2 separate regions of the Mus musculus genome follow, and region 2 is linked to region 1. Evidence: chromatin contacts called from public promoter capture Hi-C data. All regions are on one chromosome and are shown on one strand. Each heading gives the region's core, a stretch centred on a gene start, on an enhancer-like site or on the middle of the called end of the contact. The rest is flanking DNA. Distances are from core to core; before and after follow the strand shown. Region 1 holds the start of 4930402F06Rik (RIKEN cDNA 4930402F06 gene). Region 2 overlaps Ttll11 (tubulin tyrosine ligase-like family, member 11).

Region 1 (2,885 bases), core at 177-2,676:
TGGACTCCAAGCTGCAGGTCATGGTCTGCAGTCTTCACAACAGCAGCCCTGGAGTTCCAGTGGCATGCCCTCACACCTAGACAGTTTATGGGCGTTCTCTGGGATCAGATTAGTGTTCACGTGGCAGACACATTATCAGCTGAGCCATCTTTCCAGCCTAGGCATGCTCCCCACTCCCTCCCAGTGTAACAGACATCGGGCTTGTCTACAAGGGAGTTGCTAGGTTGGGTGGACAGAGGTAACAAGGCTCATTCTAACTGGATGGCACCAGTCAATGTGGGGTCCCAGACTGAATACAAAGGAGAAGGCAGGCAGAGCATCAGCATCTCTCTGCTTCTCGACTGGAGATGGGACCAGCTCTCTCACATCCCTGCTACTAGCATTTCCATCTGTGGTCCAGCAGACAGAACCTTTTCCCTGTGGTTCACAAGCTGCGACCTCGGGGTTTCAGCTTGGGTTCAGGTTGAGGCTCTATGCCAGTGCCATGGCCAACAGGGTTCCGTGCTGCTCGCAGGGCAGTAAGTCCTGGCCTCCTTGTCTCCCCACAGCAGCACATCAGCGGCTCTCAGCTCACATCTCCCTTCCAGCCCTCGCAGCCACTTGGCAATGACAGTGGCTGCATTTGCATTTTTTTTTTTTTTTTTTTTTTTGCTTGTCCTAACTGGATCGTGAGTGTGGGTGCTACTGGCATGTAGTGGGTGGATACAAGGGCACTGCTAAGTGATTCACACTTGCACAGGGTGGCAAACTTCACCCCATCTCAAGAAATGTCATTCGTGGCAATCTTGGAGCGGCTGGAATTACACTCTTTCAGAGTTCACTAACAGATTTATCTGTTTGCCTGTGTGGGAAACTCTAAAGCTCCACTTCCTCCCTAGAAACCAGAGCTAAGACAAAGCAGTTCCCTCTCGTGGACACCAGGGGGCAGGAGTTCCAAAGAGAACCAGTTTCTGGAGTGATGAAAACATTCTTTTTGGTGCTATTAAAGGCAGCGTCATTTGTATAAATGCTATTGATCCTTCATATAAATGGAACTAGCTCTATAGCTTAGTGGTGCTGTAGGTGTACTGTGCAGTTTATCAAATAAACAGGTAGAAATCAACCCTACATATACCACAGTTAATAAAGAAGGCATAAGGGAAGTAGGAGGGAATCTTAACGCTGACTTAGAGGAGAGACACATTGCTTATGTGCGCCAAGGGTGCTACTGTTTGTAGGTGTGGTATGGTTGAGATGTGGTTCTCCCCGTGGAGTTCACACTGAGGTTTGGTTCCAGTGGATAGTGCTGTGTTAGGCATTGACTAGGGATTAATGCTTTTCTATGAGTGAGCTGTCGCTCTGGAGATGGGCTTCTGTGACATGGTTGTTAGCAAGCCTGGCAGCTCCCCTCCACCACTCAAACCCATGCTCCGCTCCACACAGTGCCTCTGGCTGACTGCCACATGGTTTTCAACAGAAACTGAATGGATTCTGGGACATCTGGAGCTGGAGGAACATTTTTTTTTCTTTTTGTAAAGCACCCAGCTTCGGTATTTTGGTGGTAGCAACACAACACACACCAAGAAGTGATCTGGAATTCAGTGGCCCTTGCTTCAACTGCTCTATCAAGGGGAGCTATAGCCTTCAACAACCTGTCCCACCCCTCTCTGGGCTACTCAACTTTATAGGTGACACTGGTCATCAGCATCCATTGGGTAAGAAAGCATCCCAGTAGCGGCGACCACTTGACGACCTCCTCCAGGGTTTCTTGGGCAGCTTACTGCTTTGTATATTTATCAGGTGGACAGGAGACAGTCGGACACTCCCTGTGGTGGAACACCGTCTCCAGAATCCACAGGCAGCCCAACGGAGTTTTTGTCTTTCTTAGTGGCAAGGGACACAACATTTATTCACAATTTACAATTGGCTGCATCTTGGAATTTCCTGGATTGAGAATATTCACATCTGGATCCCATCCAAAGATTGCTGCTGTTCAGTTGTCTTGGTGTAGGCTTGACATCGGGGGTTTTAAAACTTTCCTGTGGGACTGTTAGTCTTGGGACCTTGGAAATGACTGCCATTAGAACAATTTGCTTTTTGTGCATGGCTTTTATTTTGATGTTGTCTTTTTTGGTTTGGGTTTTGGGTTTTTTGTTGTTGTTGTTGTTGTTGTTTCTGTTTCTGTTTTGTTTTGTTTTGGTTTTGGTTTGGCATTTGTTAAAGTTCTTAAATTTCTCTATTAATCATTTTCTTCTAAATTGAATTTGGAAATTTTGGGTTAAATTTGATTTCTGCTCCATTTTCTGCTTTATTAAATTTGTTATATCTTATTTGTGTGGAGGTCCCCTTTAGAGGTCATAGGACAACTTGAGGGAATCAGTTCTGTTGTTTTACTATGTAGGTCTCAGTGACTGAACTCAGGTCCTCAGACTTAGCAGCAAGCACCCTCACTCACTGAGCCATCTTGCTGGCCCATTCCACTTTATCTATGAAACCAGATATATACACATGATAAACATTTTTTAAAAAGATTTATTCATTTATGTATATAAGTGATGCATTTGCATGTGTGTGTACATGACAGAGAGAACATCAGATCTTATTACAAATGTTTGTGAGACATCTTGTTGCTGCTGGAATTGAATTCAGGACCTCTGGAAGAACAGCTAGTGTTTCTTAACTGCCGAGCCATCTCTCCAATCCCAGCTAGACTTCTTTTTTTTTTTAATTCAACTAATTTTTTATGATATTCAACACAATATATATTTCTATACCAATCATAAGAATGATGGACATGTTATTAAATGAACATAAAGTAGATAAGTAGATTTTTGTTTGTTTGTTTGTTTGTTTGTTTTATTTTTAGTAGAGCTTTAAAATCTTGGCTTACTGTGGTACAAACCCTA
Region 2 (2,832 bases), core at 248-2,747, 450 kb before region 1:
GAGGAACTTGAGGAAGCCTTTTGGAAAGGCATGATTTAGTCAAGGCTAGTGGCATATACCTGACATCCCGACACTCAGGAGGCAGAAGCAGGAAGACTGTAAAATATGGTATGTGGAGTATGGGCTACACAGTGAGACCCTGTTTTACAGATAGGGGAGAGAGATGGGAGGGCAGAAGATCTATTATCAAAGCAAAGCCATATAGCTTAATGACGAATACTGCAAGAATCCAGAGAGGAGAAGTCAAGGCGCTCTAACCTCACTAAGGAAAGGTTGGGGTGGGGGGGAGAGAGAGGAGAGAGGAGAGATTTTTCTTGAGACTCTGGAGTACTCTAGAATCATGCTGCTAACCCAAGGTGGGCAGGAGGTGTGAGGATGAAGCAGGTCCCTCCTACAGGGTCCTTGCGATGTCATTATCTGGATGCAAGCTCCCAACGTTCAAGTACCCTGTCTCAGTGGTCTGTGGGTACTTTAGGTCTGTGTGCAACAGCGATCTGGGCATTTCATAGAGTCTGGAAGGCAGGGGGAGACGGTCGGGCTGAAGAAACTTAAGAACATATATCACTCCCCTTCAGATAAGAAGCTCAGTCGAGCAGCTTGTTTTAATTTTTCAGCCCTGTGGTCTCCTTAGTAGTCTGCCTGGGCGAGGTCTGCATACACACCAGGGCTTCAGAGGATGCTGGGCAGTCTGGTGCCATTAGCATGTGCTCTTTGCCCAGGGCACATTAGATCATTACCAAGCACTCAGAGTATTTGACAAATGGGATAGCTGCCGCTCAGGCAATTTCCCAGTGAATGGCTGAGCCAGGTGGAGTGGGCAGATAGGCGGCCTGACTGAACAGGGGAAGCTAATACTAATCATTAGGTCTTTGAACCTTACCGTGTTCCCAATTAATGGCCGAATAAAATGAAACAAGTAATTAGATGGATTCCAACCCACTAGCTGCGCTTCCCTGCTTGAGTGCCTCCCACCTCCTTACCTCTCAAGGCAGAGCAGCGACTCCGCACAGACGAGCAGTGTGGGCTTAGGATACGGATAGTGGATAGCATTAATAGCTGCTAGCCACTGAAAATGTAAAAAGGGCACTTAGGAAGATCCAAGTTCAATGCTAGGATGTTGGCATTTGAACAGTGATGACCTGTCTGCTCCATCTTAGAGACACAAAGGTCAGGATGAGAGAAGCATGAAGTGCCACCAGGACCACCTGGTTGGGTGGCTGGCGGCGGGGGGGGGGGGGGGGGACGGGGGGGGGGACGGACGGGACCAAAGCTGACTGGCCCCAGGCGAGCTATTTTCTTGCTGAAGCAGGAGACCTTCCCAGGCTCACTGATGTGAAATCCACTTTAAAGACTTTCACCAGCCAGCAAATGGTCCCATTTGTTGGTGTGTTGTAAGCTGTGGGGCATGGTTTTAGTTTTTATGTGGCTGAGAAAGCGCCACTTTACCTCTGTGCTGTCTTCAGAATGATCACTTCCTGTGTTTCACTCCAATTGTGTGAGTGAAGCTGAGCCCCCGGGGGGCCAAGCCTCGAACACACAAAGCCTTTCTTTCTCCCTGGGGACTTTGTGTGTTTGGACCCATAATCTACGCAAATCCCAGAACACTGTGCAGTGGGAGCTTCATTCTAGAATAGCTGAGAGTGAGGCTCCCTCCATTTCACCTTCACCTCCAGCTCACTCTACAGCCAGTCAGGCCCCAGTCACCCTTAAGGGACTCTCCGGACTCCCAGACTTCTGTGACCTTCTGTTTAGTGACTTCTTGTGTTTATTCCCCATAAATAAAATCCTAACATGATTGGTACACTTGTCACTGATGAACAAAATGTAAGTTTGGTCGCTTAAAATGGGAATTCTTTTTCTATAATCATGCACAGCTTTATTTTTTGAATTCAATACTCACTGAGGTGATTTAGGGTCTTCATTTTGATCATCTTGCCAAGGACGAGTGATTCAGACCCAGTCTCCCACATAGCTAGGGTGGCCCAGTGACCAGTCTAGAGTCACCTCTCGAGGGTAGAACACTCGTCTTCAGCATTGCTGTCACTCTTCCTCACTCAGTGGCATGAGTGTGTCCTGGCCCTCATGCCTCTTTGTCATCTCTTAGTCCAGAGCCCAGTTCAGGCTACAAACAAGCATGAGTGCAGGGAACAAGAGAGCAGAGGCTTGCATCAGTGCCCCTGATGGGCGTCACCAGTCTTACTTAGCGTGCTGACCACTCCTGTGCCACAAGCTGCCCATGTCCCCAGTCCTCCTAGAATAACACATCAACTTTTCTGGAGATTCCACATAGCTGCAGGGCCTCGAGACTCATTTCATGTTTGAGGAGCCTGCTTTGTTAAGTTGAAGCTCTCTTCAACTTAACTGAAAGGTTCTACTTACTGTAAATAAAGGTGGTATCTGATAAGGTAAAGAGTTTTTTTTTTCACAAATGAGAAGAAATGAGGCACTTTATGCGAATGTGACAAATGTATGTTGTCTGCACATAAAACTTAATAAGAGACTTAACACCAGACTTTGAGACTCGGTTCTGTGTGTGGTGCAGTGAGGACGTGAACGCACGTGGTAGGCTGTAGGCTGACTGCAGGTGTCTTCCCTTGATTACTGTCCACCTTTCTTTTTGAGATAAGGTGCCTCAGTGAATCCAGAGCTCATAGATTTAGCCATAGAAGGACTCAGGGACCCTTCTGTCCCCTTCCCTCACAGCACTTGGTTACAGGTACATGCCACCACGAATGATTGCCATGCTTGCATAGCAACCTTACCAAGCAAACTATCCTGAGCCCCTGCTTGTGATCCTAACTGTGGTCTCCTGGGAATGTGTACGTGTTTAAA

The links. Promoter capture Hi-C pulls out the DNA fragments that hold promoters and counts their contacts.
Region 2: a promoter capture Hi-C map of liver shows a contact between it and region 1, with 2.3 times the contacts expected there. The contact joins the enhancer-like site here to the promoter of 4930402F06Rik in region 1. A contact is called at or near these places in 4 of 39 promoter capture datasets (HPC-7-derived erythroid cells, embryonic stem cells and liver), 1 of 115 datasets of contacts at active chromatin or transcription factors (large pre-B cells) and 2 of 9 other capture datasets (adipose tissue and embryonic stem cells).

What each region holds. Positions count from the first base shown.
Region 1 is chr2:35,395,715-35,398,599 of GRCm38.p6, reverse strand. 4930402F06Rik (RIKEN cDNA 4930402F06 gene) reads left to right here and starts at 1,426. Exons shown (of 6, transcript NM_001080709.2): 1 at 1,426-1,694.
Region 2 is chr2:35,847,991-35,850,822 of GRCm38.p6, reverse strand. All of the region lies in intron 6 of Ttll11 (tubulin tyrosine ligase-like family, member 11), which reads left to right. Among named protein-coding and RNA genes, the nearest start is that of Gm10829, 7.9 kb to the right of the region's middle. Within about 2 kb of position 1,497, at least 11 of the 459 cell types and tissues checked have an H3K27ac peak or open chromatin away from gene starts, as enhancers often do.